4 separate regions of the Sus scrofa genome follow, and all the other regions are linked to region 1. The links are chromatin contacts, called in public Hi-C, HiChIP or PLAC-seq and promoter capture Hi-C maps. All regions are on one chromosome and are shown on one strand. Each heading gives the region's core, a stretch centred on a gene start, on an enhancer-like site or on the middle of the called end of the contact. The rest is flanking DNA. Distances are from core to core; before and after follow the strand shown. Region 1 holds the start of RBM4B (RNA binding motif protein 4B). Region 2 holds the start of BRMS1 (breast cancer metastasis-suppressor 1). Region 3 holds the start of SLC29A2 (equilibrative nucleoside transporter 2). Region 4 holds the start of C2H11orf86.

What was found. Promoter capture Hi-C pulls out the DNA fragments that hold promoters and counts their contacts. A called contact is a pair of places that touch in the nucleus more often than the background predicts. HiChIP or PLAC-seq counts read pairs in DNA pulled down with a chosen protein or histone mark.
Region 2: a contact with region 1 is called in an H3K27ac HiChIP or PLAC-seq map of alveolar macrophages. The contact joins the promoter of BRMS1 here to the promoter of RBM4B in region 1. A contact is called at or near these places in 2 of 5 promoter capture datasets (fetal skeletal muscle and liver) and 1 of 2 datasets of contacts at active chromatin or transcription factors (alveolar macrophages).
Region 3: a contact with region 1 is called in a Hi-C map of epiblast stem cells, with 2.2 times the contacts expected there. The contact joins the promoter of SLC29A2 here to the promoter of RBM4B in region 1. A contact is called at or near these places in 2 of 5 promoter capture datasets (fetal liver and fetal skeletal muscle), 3 of 47 Hi-C or Micro-C datasets (embryonic fibroblasts, epiblast stem cells and undifferentiated spermatogonia) and 1 of 2 datasets of contacts at active chromatin or transcription factors (skeletal muscle).
Region 4: a contact with region 1 is called in a promoter capture Hi-C map of fetal skeletal muscle, with 3 times the contacts expected there. The contact joins the promoter of C2H11orf86 here to the promoter of RBM4B in region 1. A contact is called at or near these places in 2 of 5 promoter capture datasets (fetal skeletal muscle and liver) and 3 of 47 Hi-C or Micro-C datasets (embryonic fibroblasts, retroperitoneal adipose tissue and subcutaneous adipose tissue).

Annotation. Positions count from the first base shown.
Region 1 is chr2:5,744,696-5,748,322 of Sscrofa11.1, forward strand. It overlaps RBM4B (RNA binding motif protein 4B), which reads left to right and starts at 1,579. Exons shown (of 2, transcript NM_001123188.1): 1 at 1,579-1,990. The coding sequence starts at 1,579.
Region 2 is chr2:6,044,420-6,048,046 of Sscrofa11.1, forward strand. It overlaps BRMS1 (breast cancer metastasis-suppressor 1), which reads left to right and starts at 1,658. Exons shown (of 10, transcript XM_003480672.4): 1 at 1,658-1,808. B4GAT1 (beta-1,4-glucuronyltransferase 1) reads left to right here. Exons shown (of 2, transcript NM_001315579.1): 1 at 1-284; 2 at 526-801. The coding sequence ends at 717.
Region 3 is chr2:6,025,612-6,029,238 of Sscrofa11.1, forward strand. It overlaps SLC29A2 (equilibrative nucleoside transporter 2), which reads left to right and starts at 1,676. Exons shown (of 12, transcript XM_003122487.4): 1 at 1,676-2,105; 2 at 2,356-2,437. The coding sequence starts at 2,077.
Region 4 is chr2:5,467,376-5,471,002 of Sscrofa11.1, forward strand. C2H11orf86 reads right to left here and starts at 1,753. Exons shown (of 2, transcript XM_013987238.2): 1 at 1,388-1,753; 2 at 1-780. The coding sequence starts at 1,657. The coding sequence ends at 685.

The DNA of each region.
Region 1 (3,627 bases), core at 329-2,828:
AGCCCTCCCGCGGCTTGGTGTGCACGTGGGGACGCTGGGCTACCCCTGAAACAAGCACCCTCTCTGGGCCTGCACACCAGGTATTCCTTTGGTGTGCTCGCCAAGGACCAGAAACGCGAATGACACACAATTAGGGCCTAGTTCTCTAGCTAGGGAGGGAAAACTCGCCTTTCAATACATATGACAAACGAAACTTAACTAAGTTAGCCTCTTAGAGCTACTCAGCTCTGCCATTTTTAGTCCTCCGTTTCCTCACCAATGAATAATGTTTGCAATTTAAAAATTTTTAATTATGTTTAAAAACTCTACAAAGAAAGATTAGGTTTGCCTAAAATGTGGCGCGCCCGTATTTCTCAAACGTTCTCCCAAGCGGCCGTAGAGGATGGCCAGGCCTCTGAGAAAACCGCCTTTTAGCGGACCCAGTGAGATAACCCTTTGTCATCAGCCACTGCCCTCCTCCCCCACCCCCATGGCCCAATAGCACGATCCATTGTGATGCTTAGTGACTCTCCCGGGCTTCTGATTTCACCCAGGCAGTGGTTGCGTCCAGAGCCCTTCTGACGCAGGAGCTCCGACCCGCCACCTTCCAGGGTGGTGATTGGCTACCGGGGGGCAGGGGGCGGGCTGACCTCCGCGCCGCAGCGCCGTCACCAGCTGGCCCCGCCCCTGTATCGGGGCGGCTGGGAGCCGAGCCCCGGGCAGCCATTTGTATGCGGCCGCGGGATTGGTCGCCCGGCTCCCGCGAGGGGGAGGGGAGGGAGGCAGCGCGCACTCGCGCGTGCGTGAGCTGGCGCGCGAGAAAGGGCCCGGTCCCGCCGAGGCTCGAGCGGCCGTCGCCATTTTGTAGGGTTCTCTCTGACGCGGGAGCCGCCGCCACCGCCGCCGCCACCCGGAGGTGCGAGGGGTTCTTGTGGGTGTGTGGGGGGCCTGGGAGCGGGCCGGGCCGGGTCTCTGGCGGACGGGGACGGCCTAGGGTTTGCCGTTCTCCTCACACTGCAAGAGGTCCGGGAAGACAACGGGAGGAGGCGGGGCCGGGTCTCCGGAGGGGGCGGGGCAGGGGTCAGGTCGAGTCTTTGTTGGGGCGAAGGAACTGGAGTTGGGCCGCTTGAAGAGGGGTGGTCCTAGTTTGGGGCCAAGGAGGCCTTTTTATTCCTAGAGTATCGTGAAAGGTGATGCTGCACGGAGGAGAGGTACCCAGATTTCCCTCCAAAACCGTTGTTACCAGGGACAGTCAGATAGATGCCTCTTGCTCCCAGCTTGGAGTCTTCTCGTACCTGCTCCCCCAAAAAGAGTTTTTTAAACCAACCCTGTGCTTAGAATGTGCCTCATTTTACAGAGATGTTGGACTATGCAATGCATGCTGACACCCGCTCTGTTTGCACATTACACAGAGCTTACACTACTCTTTCAAAGCAAATCTTTTCCCTCCGCTCTTGGAAGAATAATGAATGTCTATGTGAGGATCTTGAAGATGCCAAGAACTTCGGAGGATTAATCCAAAATGCAGTGTACCGAAAATTTCTCCTCCACTGCTAACTTTTGGAAATTTCGTTTCTTTTCTCCCAGGCTCTTGTCAGGATGGTAAAGCTGTTCATTGGGAACCTGCCCCGGGAGGCCACAGAGCAGGAGATCCGCTCACTGTTCGAGCAGTATGGGAAGGTGCTGGAATGTGACATCATTAAGAACTACGGCTTTGTACACATAGAGGACAAGACGGCGGCCGAGGATGCCATTCGCAACCTGCACCACTACAAGCTGCACGGGGTGAACATCAACGTGGAAGCCAGCAAGAATAAGAGCAAAGCTTCAACCAAGTTGCATGTGGGCAACATCAGTCCTACTTGTACCAACCAAGAGCTTCGGGCCAAATTTGAGGAGTACGGTCCAGTCATCGAATGTGACATCGTGAAAGATTATGCCTTCGTACACATGGAGCGGGCAGAGGATGCGGTGGAGGCCATCAGGGGCCTTGACAACACAGAGTTTCAAGGTGAACTGCCCTGGGGCCTGGGTGGCGAGAGTGAGTGGGGTCTAGTTCTAGACAGAGGCAGAAACACAGGACCATGGGTCTGGTAGGGTGGTGTCTTCCATTCTATTTCGGTTGGAAATAATAGATTGTATGTTTACCACACTTCAGCACAACTTACTCTTGGAGAAGCAAACACTTCTCCTTTTCACCTTTGCCAAGATGTTCCTCAGCAACTTTGTAGAATCTCAAACAGTGGGGGTTACCTTATCCTGCAGCCTTCATTCACTTAAGTGCTGTTGGAGGTTTAATCTGCCTGGGCCAATGAGTACCTCATGGGAGAGGGGAGGACGAAGGCCTGTGGCTTACCTGCTTCTTTTATGATATGATGGAAAGTGTTATATTAGAGAATTTATTTAATTTTTTGGACTGCGGCCACAGCATGTGAAAGTTCCTGGGCCAAGGATCGAACCCACACCACAGCAGTGACAATGCCAGATCCTTAACTTGCTGAAGCACCAGGGAGTTCCTTTTAGTTTTATTTATTTATTTATTTATTTTTTGAGATTTTAAATGGTTAAGATTTATACTCTTTACTGCTTTGAGGTATGAGTTATGGGAAAGGAGAACCGAGACATCTAGAGGTGTTCCTGGTGGTGACTCTGGATTAGCTCTTTGCTCAGATTTGCTCAGTACTGTGAACTATACAAGCAGGTCCAGAGACCATGGCAGGGACTAGACTGTTCCACTTACTGTTATTTAACTCGAAGGGAAAAAAAGAAAATTTCTAAAAATATTAGGTTGAATGGGAGTGATGGTCCTGCTTATGAGATTTGCAGTAAGGCTGCTGTATTATTTATGTTATTAATAAAGGTACATATGTTGTCGTTAATGCCAGGAGGTTGTCTGAAGACTCTAGAACTGTGCTCATGTGGTAGCCACTAGCCCCATGTGACTTTTAAATTGAAATGAAATTTTAAGATTTGGTTTCTCAGTTGTGCTGCACACCTTTCAAGCATTCAGAGTCATATGAGGCTAGCGGTTGCTGTATTAATGCAGATATGGAACATTTCCGTCATCACAGAAAGTTCTGTGCATAGTGCTCTTCTACAAGTTTCTTGTTGACAGCATCATCTTGGACAACAGGTTTACAGCCACTTTTCAGGTTTGTAAATTAAGACCTTTTTTCTCGAGTGCCGCTAAAGGGGTTGTTAACACTTACTCAAGAGTCCTCTACTAAACCTAGAAAACAGAAAAGAAATGGAAAGGAGAAAAAGGTGACCAGAAAAGGGTAAGAAAGTTTACCAGTAGTAGAGATTGCAAATAGTGTGTCAGATATCTCTGCCTCAGCCAGTGGTGCCCTGGCCTTTAGCTACTCTTTAAAGCACAGGCAAAAGTTGTAACTTGTGTAACTTTGGGCAAGTGTCTTAATCTTGCTGTGTTTCATTTCCCCACTTAGAAAGGAGAGTTAATGACCCCTGCCGTACCTCCCTCACAGGATGATAGTGAGCCCAGAATGAGGTGCTAGGCGTGAGAGTGTTTTGACGTGAAAACACTGTATGATGAAAGGTGAGGGGTTCCCTTCATGGCTCAGCCGTTAATGAACCCGACTAGGAACAATGAGGATGTGGGTTCGATCCCTGCCCTCGCTCAGTGGGTTA
Region 2 (3,627 bases), core at 408-2,907, 300 kb after region 1:
CCGCCTTTGAGATCCGTCGAGCTCGCCGCATGCCCACTAACAAAAACGAGCTGCTGCAGCTCTACCAGGTGGGCGAGGTGCGGCCTTTCTATTATGGGCTGTGCACGCCCTGCCAAGCGCCCACCAACTACTCCCGCTGGGTCAACCTGCCAGAAGAGACCTTGCTGAGGCCTTCCTATGTGGTGCCCTGGCAGGACCCCTGGGAGCCATTCTACGTGGCCGGAGGCAAGGTGCCCACTTTCGACGAGCGCTTTCGGCAGTATGGCTTCAATCGCATCAGCCAGGTGCTCATAAGGGAGAGGGCAAGGGAAATGGGGCAGGAGGGATGGTGAAATCAGGGAGCTGTGGGTGGCCCTGGATGGAAAGGAGCCAGTGAGGCAGGAGGGATCATAGTTTAGGAGGTGGCTGGATGGCTGAAAGATCCAGGATGCCTCCAGAGGAATGGGCATGCTGGAGTGAGCAGTGATGTCCGTCTCTGGCCTGGGAACCTCATCAAACTTTGCTGACCTATTTCTCCCTCCACAGGCTTGTGAGTTGCACGTGGCAGGATTCGATTTTGAGGTGCTGAACGAAGGTTTCCTGGTTCATAAAGGCTTCAAAGAAGCTTTGAAATTCCACCCCCAAAAGGAGGCCGAAAATCAGCACAATAAGATCCTTTACCGTCAGTTCAAGCAGGAGTTGAAGGCCAAGTACCCCGACTCCCCACGTCACTGCTGAGCCCTTCCTTCCCCTAGTCTGAGAAGTCTCAGCCTCCTCCCTCCTTAGGCCGCCCCTCAGGCCTGACTGGGGTAAGAAACGTCACTCCACTTTACAGTGGTAGCTGTGGTGTTTGAACACTGGACTTGAATATGGGGTGCTGGGATCAAGTCCTAGCTTAACCACTAACTAGCTGTGTGGCCTTGAGCAAATCCCGTTCTCTCTCTGAGCCTCAGTTACCCCGTCTGTAAAAGGGAGGTGAGAATACCTACCTCACAGAACTGCTGGGAGGCTCAGATGAGATGCTATATGTGAAAACATTCTGTAAGCTTCGTACAAATGTGAAGTATTATTAATATTATTACAGTATTATTATTGTTGTTATTATTATTGTTATTATTATTAACAATCTTGGGTGGGTGAGCAGTAGGAGAGCAAAAAGTATGAATGGGGGCAGAGCTGAGAAGTCTGAGTAGTTAACAAAATGGGCTTTTTGGAAAGAAATCAGATGAAGGCGTTGAATTTAGTTCTTAGCTTTTGGGCAGAAGCCGAAACTTCCTGGTGTCTTAGGCCTCCGTCCCGGGGGCTCTAGAGAAGGGAAGGATCTGCAGGTTCTGTGCGTCTGAGATCTGTACCCTTGAATAGCCTGGGCTGGGTGATTTGCCTACCGACTACAATGTGTAAATAAATGAGTGTTCACACCTACAGCTGGCTCCATTACTCTCCGGAACCGGGCGGGGGTGGGGGCCGCGGGTCGCAGGTTCTCCCCTTTCGCGCCGCCGGGAGGTGACTGTGGACCCAGACGCGAGGGCTGCAAAGCTAGGAAGGCACAAGGGCCTTTCCTGCATGCTGAAAGCCTGTGTGAATGTCGGTCCGTTGCCATGGAAACCGTCCCGCGGTATCCCAGCATGCCTCGCCCCAGCTATCCAATTGTGAGCACTCCGATGGGCGCCTCCTGATGACGCATGCGGAAAGCGCGGGTAGGCCCCGCCCCCGGAGAAGAGGGACCGGTGCGGCGCTTCCGGGACCCCCACAGCGGCAGCCAGTACCGATAACCTCCGGCACCTCTTGGGGAATCTAAGACGTGAGGCTGGAAGCGCCACTACCTACGGGTGCGTAACGCCAACCCTGGCGCCTGGTTTGCCCTTTCGGACAGGCAGTCGGAGCCTGCCCAATATCCAGGGCGGTAGCGAGACTTAACCGCCCGGACGCGAGCTGGGGCCGCGGGACCGAGGAGCCAGTGACTCTCCCGCCCGCTCCGCCGCGTACGGAGATGGAGCGGGGCGCGAGGCTCTGGGTGCGCCGTGGAGGGACTGGGTCGGCTTCTTCGAGGGTGGGGAAGAATCTTCCTTCCTACGAGGCGTGCCCTTGACATGCTCGCTTTCTGAAAAGATAAATTGCATGTGCACAGCACCTTATAGTTTGCTTTTCGATCCCTTACCTCTTGCCATCTTTACAACACCCAGAGTAGTGATGGTTATCCTCATTTTGTACCCGGGCTAAAGTGGGGAGGATGTGATTTAATTTGGCTCTCTCAGTAGACCCAGAGACTGGTGGAGAGAGACCTCCCCCCAAGCCCCGCCCTCTCTGGTCCAGAAAGGTGGGACTTACCCCGAGTTGTTAAAATATATTTAACAGTGAAGAGAAATTGCAAAGTTTGGGAACTCCAGGAACTGAGGCTTGAAAAAGGGAAAGAGGAGGCTGATTTGGAGAACCGAGGTTTTCAGCTCAGGTTCAGATCATTTGTGAAATCCTTGAGGAATGCTTTGAAACGGCCCTCTAGGCCAGTCAGTTTACTCAAACTGATGTCAAGGAAAGGTGACAAAACACTTTGGGTTTGCTACCACTGTAGGGACCAGGGGCTACTAAGAAAGCCATTTCCTGCCCTGCAAAAATGTGTTTTGTTTAATTTGCATTCGCAAATCCTCCAGTGGTCTAGTGAGTCAGTACTGCGCGGGGTGGGTAAAGCGCGTGTGCAGCCCTGCCCTGGGGAGGCTCACAGACAGGCATGAGGATGGGCAACAGACGTGGAAATAAATAAGGAGGGGCATCTACGCGGATCTGAAGGACTACAAAGTACCCAGAGGAAAACATCCGGTGAAGTAGAAACCCCTTTAGTCAGAAATGATCTATTGAGACTGTTTAGTCTTCCTCTTGGGCGATCTTTTGGCAGCATTTGGCACTGTCTCATCTCCTTCATTCTGAAATTCTCTCTCTCCCCCTATACTCTGACTTTTTCCTCCTCTGTCTCTTGCTAATTTCCTTCTCCTTTCCTGGCATCTTGTCATCTGCCCCTTTGATGACCCTAGAAGTTCCATCATGAACTCCTTCTCACTCCACACATTCTGCCTTGCTGGTTGCACCCTCTCCCAAGGCCTGAAGAACTCACGATGTGATGACCAGATCTCTGCAGCCCACATTTCTCTGTGAGGCTTAGACCCATGGACCCCCAGCCCTGCCCCCTTCTCTCCTCTTGGGGTGTTTGCACCTGCTACTCACTCTACTTAGAATGCACCCTCTCTTGACCAGCTCAGCTCATCTGTCTGGCCCATCTTCCTCTGCAGGCCCTCACTGCTGCAGCAGGCTCCAGGTCCCAGTTAGATGCCTCTCCCGTAAGCCCCTGGTCTTAACTCTTCTCACCCCACAGCAACAGTCTGTTTCTTAGCCTTTCTGTCCCAGGAACTTGTAAACTCCTTGAGGTCAGAGACTGTCGCACCTGTGCCCAGCTCCTACCATAGTGTCTGCTGCTACCTAGCATGTATTAGATCTTCAGTAAATATTAAATGAGTGACTAAAAGAAGGAATGCTTAAGACTGTTCAGTTTGCTGAGAAGTCAACCTAAGATAAGCACCAAAAAATACTGGCATTAGGTACGAGGAGTTCGTCAGTTAACTCTACAGGATGGGCTTCAGCTGAGAGTGATGATACAGG
Region 3 (3,627 bases), core at 426-2,925, 280 kb after region 1:
TAGAGCAACTATAAAAACAGATAGAAGGAACATAAGAGTTATTAACCTCTATTTAGATAAAAGTGTCAGCAGAAACCCTGAGTCTAGTTCTGTGTGTGTGTGTGTGTGTGTGTGTGTGTGAGAGAGAGAGAGAGAGAGAGAGAAATTCTCTGGTGGCCTAGCAGGTTAAGGATCCCACATTGTCACTGCTGTGGCGTGGGTTCAATCCCTGGCCCATAAACCTATGCATGCCGAGGGTGCAGACCAGAGAGTGAGAGAGATTGATAAGCAGGTGTTAGAAACATATTAGCACTGGAACTGAGACTTTCCCCCTCATTATATTCCAAAGTCTTGAAAGCCAGTGGAAGACAGAATAACTTTCTCCTTCACTGTAATTTAAGGCTTTTGCTGGTCTCCCTAAAATCAATTGTATATGATTGCAATCCATTTATTAACCAAACAATAATCAAGCACCTGTCTATGTACCAGCAGCACTAGATATTGGCAATAAACACTAAGCCAGGTAACCAGCCTTGGCTTCACAGACTCAGTCGGCTGGGGGAAAACAACACAAGTAACCTGGAAATGGCCATAAAATGTCATTACTTAAAGGAAGATTTGTGATTTAAGGTCTTTCCCTTCTCCAGCATCCTTCATACTCAGGGCGATTGCAGAGAAAACAAACTCACTCGTAAATTATGTCAATTAATGTAAATTAATTTCAAAAGTGCAATGGTAGGTCATCTTTTCAAAGTTTTTCACGGAAAAAAAAGTGGGAGGAGGGGAGTTCCCGTTGTGGCTCAGCGGGTTACAAACCCCACTGGTATCCATGAGGATGCAGGTTCGACCCCTGGCTTTGCTCAGTGGGTTAACGATCCTGGGTTGCCGTGAGCTGTGGTGTAGGTCGCCGAGGCGGCTCGGATCCAACGTTGCTGTGACTGTGGCAGCTGTCGCTCGGATTTGATTTCTAGCCTGGAAACTTCCATACGCCACGAGCGCGACCCTAAAAAGGAAAAAAAAAAAAAAAAAAAAGGAGATGTGTGCATCTTAATGTTTAATACGATGTGACGTGGGACCACCGAAAGTATTTTTTTAAGCGGTGGTGTGGGAGGGCACCAGGCGAGGCTAGAGAGCGCACCTGGGTCACCCTTCCTTCCGGAGCCTTTGCTTAGCCTCTCATTGCTCCAGGGCTCAGCCACACCGCCACCGGGAAGCCCTCTTGGACATCCCGGAGGGGCTCCGCCAGCCCCTCTTCGCCCCAAAGGCCCAGCGCTTCCCTAGGCACCCGCTGGAGAGGGGTCCGTCTGTCCGTCTGTCTTCCGGACCGGCCCGGGTCTCTGCCAGCACTGCCAGCTGGCCTTCTCTTCTGCCTCCCGGTGAACCCCGCTCGGTGCAGCCTGCCAGGATCGCTGGCGACAGACGGTCTCTCTGGCTTCCCCTGGCGCTGGCCCGGCTTGGGTTACACCCTCGGCCAGGGCTCCAGCGGCGCGCGGCGAGCGGCGAGCGGGTCCCTCGGTGGTCTCCCACGTTAGGGGGCGCTAGCACCGCCAGCGCATCACCCCGGAGTTGGCGGAGCCGGGAGAGCACAGCGCCAGGTCCGCTCCACAGCACTCCGCGGGGGAGGGGGCCACCTCTGCCACTGCCTCCCTCCGCCCCGCCTGCAGTGGTCCCGGCCAGGCGCCAGCGGAAAAGGGAGGCGGCGGGGGAACCTTCCCGGCTCAGCGCCTCTGGGACATCGCGGTGGGCGGTGGGGTCCGGGGACCTCGAGGTCGAGCAGGGGTCCGACGCAGGAATCTGGAGTCCCCGGCCTGGAGGCCGTGAGGGGCGGTGGGACCCTCTGTCCCCGCCCTGGGGGCGGGGCCGAGATCCGAGCCTGCGGAGCGTGAGACCAGCCGAAATCCGCAGGGGACTCCCGACTGGACTCCTGCCTTCCCCGACCCGCCCCAGATCTGGGGAGACCAGACCGCCCCCCCTTCCCCTGACCATCGCCGGCGAGACCCAGCCTCCCGGGTTCCCCGCTCGGCCCACGGGCCCCAGCGCAGGTGCAGGTGCGGCTTCCTCATCTTCTCCCATCCGGGCGCATCCCTCTGGGCGGCCATGGCTAGAAGAGACGCTCCGCAGGACAGGCGAGTTGGGGACCGGGTGGGGTGCGTATGGGGATGCGGTGGTCGAGGGCCACGCAGCCCAGCTCCCTTTGGGCGCTCCAAAGCGCAAAGTAGCCAGTTGGAACTACAATTCCCATCAGCCGCCTCCCTCGCGTGCCTGAGCCCGCGTGATGGGGGTTGTAGTTCGCTCTCCGAAGGAGCCGGCCTGGGAGGCGGGAGGGGCGGCCAAAGCTGGACGTCCTCCCGGTGACCTTCTGACTGATCCTCACAGCTACCACCTGGTCGGGATCAGCTTCTTTATCCTGGGGCTGGGCACCCTCCTTCCATGGAACTTCTTCATCACAGCCATCCCGGTGAGACTCAGGGTTGGAGTGATGGCCCCACGGCCACATCCATCCCGCCCAGTTGCCTTTTCCCACCAGGTCCCCTTTCATTCCTCATTATGGCTGTGTGTCCCCTGAAACAGGGAGTCTCATTGAATGGAGGGGGCTAGGAAGACCAAGCTTTCGGGGATGCTCAGATCCTAGAAGGGCAAGGCCAGCAGCTCCGGGGGGAACAAGCAAGGAGCTACCCATCTACCTCTGCTGTTTGTCATTATTCCCGGGCTAGTCACTCCAAAAGCGGGTTATCCAGGCCTTTGGTTTTCTTTGAAATACCATGAATTATATTCATTCATCCAACAAATAGTCAATGTCAGAGTTCTTAGCACCGGGGGTACAGGAGGAAACAGAGGAGGGTTTATCCTCACCAAACTTGCGTTCCCTCGAGAGAAGGCAGGCATATGGGCTTGTGTTCTCTTTGGGACTGGAGTTGTTCATATATATTAACTGCACCAACTTTCCAGATGCCTCTTCAGTGCCCAGCTCTGTGCTGGGCCCTAGAGACCCAAAGACGAATCAGCCCATGATCCTGAGAGCAAGTTGGGTGCCAAAGAAATACCACTAATGTAACATGGCATATGCCATCCCAGGCCTGGAGCAGAGTTCCGTGTCCCCCAGGGAGGGGGCGATTCCTTCTGCTTAATAGAAGAGCTGATTTGTAACTTAGGAGAAGGGTCAACAGGGCATTTGCGTTGGGGGGTTGGAGTGGTAAGAGGCGGGGAGGGCATTCCTGATAGAGATGGCAGCCTTGAAGCCGGAGTATGCCAACCTGTTCAGAGAAAGGGCCAGAGCGTGGGGTGCCGGGAGGTTAGCAGGACGGTGCAGGAGATGGGGCACAAAAGGGAGGCTGGGGTCTGGTTCTAAAGGGCTCCAATGCTGTCCCAAAACCTTGGAGCTTTGCCCTGCAGGCAGCAGGGAGCCATGGGTGGGGAGGAGCAGGGAGGAGTTAAACAGGCCTGGCAGGATAAGCGTTCCAGAGAGAAAGCCCTTGGTCAGCACCTAGGCCAGAGCCTGGCTTAGGATAGGAGCTCCATAAATACCCAGGAATCTCTTCGCTGCTGCAGGAGTCGGGGTGGGGGCGTGGGAGAGGAGGGGTGATCCAATGATAGAGCAAGTTCGGGGTCCTTGAGGCCTGGGCTCTACCCCAGACGGCAATGCAGTGC
Region 4 (3,627 bases), core at 503-3,002, 280 kb before region 1:
AAAATATAAGCTCAAGAGAAGTGGCAGGAGAGGTCCAGCCTCCTGGGGACCAGAGGGGACCCCCCCCCCCCCGTGCTTCTTCCTATTCTCCGGGAAGCGCCGGGCCCCACCTGCCCCCACAGGGGTGGGCAGAGGGCTGGGGGTGGGTTGGTCAGTAGGAAAGTCATTAACTTCGGCTCAGCAAACTTTATGACTGAGTTCAACACAGTGTTGGGTAGGGGTGTGGGTGGGGCCAGAGACTCCGAAGACAGTGACCCCCCCCCGCCCCCGCCCCAGCCTCAGTTTCCGCTTCCTTCACCGGGGAACTCTGACGATCCAAGCGACAATACAGTCGGGGCTTTCAGCCACAGAGCGCGGCGTGAGGACTGCCTGGAGGTGGTCCTTGCCCCTGGGATGGGCTCACGGTCCAGGAGGGAGGCCCCCCGCCCCGCCCACCAGTACAACTGGCGAGAAGGGAGCGGGGCTGGCCCAGGAACCAGGTAAGGTGCCAGAGCCTCTCAGCCACGGGTCTGGCTTCACTGAACTCTGTTCTGGTGGCAGAGGCCTTGACTAAGGAAGGCCGGCGTCATCCACGTGGAGGAGGGCGCCCCATCCACCGTCCAGAGGGCGCCAAGAGGTAGGTCAGCAGGCACGGCCCTCTCGTCCGGGCGCAGCAAACCAGGGCCCCCACCGCTTCTAGCATCCTTAGCCAGTGGTGCCCAGCATGGGCGGTGGGGAGGCTGCCCGGCTCAGGGTCACGCTGGGAAAGCTGGTGACAAAGCTCGCCCACCTCCTCTTTATCTTCTGGAAGACAAGGAGGGGAGAGAGAGATCAAGGCCGGGTCCCTCAACTGAGTGATGGGCTGCCGGTGTTGTTCCTCCTACAGCCAGGAGGTGGTGGTAGACCCCAGAGACGAAGCCCCGCTCGCCAGCCACCCTTTGTCCTGGAGGAAGGAGCCAGGAGCTGGCAGCTCCTACGGGGGGGGGGGGGGGGAATCCCGATCCCCCCTTTTCTGGGAGGAGAGGGGAGCACCAGATGTAACCCTGGGGGAATTGTACTGGCTGATCTCGCGCCTCTGGCAAAATCCACCCACGCAGCCCACTGACAGATGGGTCATCTCAGGAGCAGCTCTCACCACATCACTCGCCTGTTCTGAAACCTTCCGTGGCTCCCCAGTGCCTATGGGATAAACCCCTAATGCCTTCAGGGCCCTATGAAATTCCGTTCTTGGGTCTCTCTCTCTCCCCAGCCCCTTCCCCAGACAGTTCTGTTATCTTCGTGGTCTATGGCCCCATGTGTTCCACCTCTGAGCCTTTGCTGCGTGGCTGGGCCCCTCTTCTTGGGGCCTCCCCTCCTCATTCCCCCCCCGCCCCACAGCCCCCCTCCACCCACAGACCCTCAGCCAAACCTGCTGATACTGCTTCAGCCACCGCTGGCTGCCTTCTTGCTGAGCTTCAATCAGCTGCTCCGTGTCCCCCAGACCCCCTGGCAGCCGCTCCTGACCGGGGGTGTCCAGCCTTTCCGGGCCTCCATCTGGGGACCTGGACCTCTCACGGCCCTGCCTGAGGCTCAGCGCCCGCCGTGGTCGGCCTCCCGGGAGCGTCCCCCAGGGCTCCTGGAGCTTGCCGTAGGAGGGCCGTGGTCCTCGCAAGGACTGGCTGCGTAGCCCTGTCCCCATGGTTCTGCAGGCTGCAGCCCCGTGAGACAGCTCCAGCCCCTTTGGCAAGCTGTGGGCCTTCTGAGATGGCCTGGTGCCTCCACCCAACTGACAGGAGCTCACTTGGGGACAAAGGTCGGTGCTGCTGAGGTGGCCACCATAAACCAAAGGGCAGGCCACCGGGGTCAAGCATTCCTGAGTCACCCAGACCACTGCCTCTCCACCTCCCAGGGAAGGGGGTGCAGGCTTCCGCCTCCTCCTCCTCCTCCAGGCAGGCTTCCCTGACCACTCCACCCTGAAGACTGGCCTTCCCTGAACTCCTGTGGCCCTGGCTGGCCAAACTCACTTGGTTGACATTGAGAACGGATGGCTCGACAGCAAAACAGAGAGGGGCTTTTAAGAAACAGAATCTTAAATCAATCTAGAATGGTCAGATTCATGACAGAGAGAAGCACGGTGGTTGCCAGGGCCTAGGGGAATGGCAAGGTGTTTAATGGCTGTAGAACTCCAGTTGTGCAAGGTGAGAAACTTCTGGAGATTGTTGTACAACAGGGCGGTGGGTGTGACATTACTGAATCGTATGTGTAAAAATGGCCAAGATGGTAAAATTTATGTGTGTGTGTGTGTGTGTGTGTGTGTGTGTGTGTGTATTTGGCTGCAACCTCAGCATATGGATGTTTCCAGGCCAGGGATCCAACTTGTGCCAAGCTGCTACAGAGACAATGAGGGATCCTGAACCCGCTGTGCCACAAGAGAACTCCCTGTTTATGTATATTTTACTACAATTGGAAATTTTTTAAAAAGAAAGCAACAGGATATTTCCAGGTTGGAAGTCAGGAGGCTTGGGCATTGTTATGACGTGGGCATTGTTATCCTTGTTGCATAGGTTCCCGTTTTGTAGATTAGGAAACTGAGGCTCAGAGAGACTAAGCATGCCCAGTAAGCAGCAGAGCCGGGACTCCCACCCTGGTGGGTCTTGCTTTAAGCAACATGCCCTCTTGGCCTGGTGTTGGTGGCAGGGGCAGGACTGGAAACCCGGGGTCCTGCTTCCTCTGTGTCTAGGGAGCTGCACGGGACGCCCTGTCTGGTGTCAGGGAAGTGCTGGCTGCAACTCTAAGTTCACCCTGGCCTCCCCTGTGCCTGGCCTGGCTTTTTCCCCCTCTCAGAGTTTCTAGGCCTTCCCTGGATGAAAGGGCTCCTAATATCCGCCAGGCTCAGCTCCCCACCAGAGGAGTCACAGGCAGGGCCAGCCTGAAGAGGAGAATGGAGGAAAAAGCCCCCGAGCCTCTGGGTCAGCCCATCCAGAGGGACCGGGATCGTTATTCCAACCCTGGCCCCACCTCTCCTGCCTGAGCCTGGTTGAAAAGCAACAAAACCATCACACAACCTTCAGCAGCCTCACCCCAGCACAGGTCAGCCAAACCCTCACCTTCATCGCAGTCTGAGCTGGGAAGTGCTTACCGATGACTCACAGACTTCTGAGATGTGTTGGGTGTGAATCACTGGCTCTTGCATCACACATACAGCTGCCGAATACACTCCTGCCAAGCACGTAATCTTACAGCAATTTCCCCAGTCCATAAACCCACGGAGGACCCAGAGGAAATATGTGCTCCTTCCCTCCCGCTGCTTCCCTGTCTTTGTCACCTGACAGGCACCTGCCTGTCTTTGCAGACCCCCCTGGGTGACAGCTCCTTCAGAAGCCTACCCGGCTCTGAAGTCTGGGTTAGGGGGTGGTCCCCCTCCAGCCCACCTTAGACACACAGTAGCAACAGTCACACCAGGGGGATTTTCCCTGCCACACTGCCTGTCCCTTGACAGCTAGGACAGCAGCTCTGTCCCTAGGACACGACACAGTAAATGCTTAGCTTTACATACCAGAGACTGATACTTGTCTGGTACTGTGTGAGAAATTACCCCAAAACACGGTGGCTTAAAGCAATGCTCATGTTTGACCTCACTCGCAGTATCTGTGGGTCCAGGATCCAGGT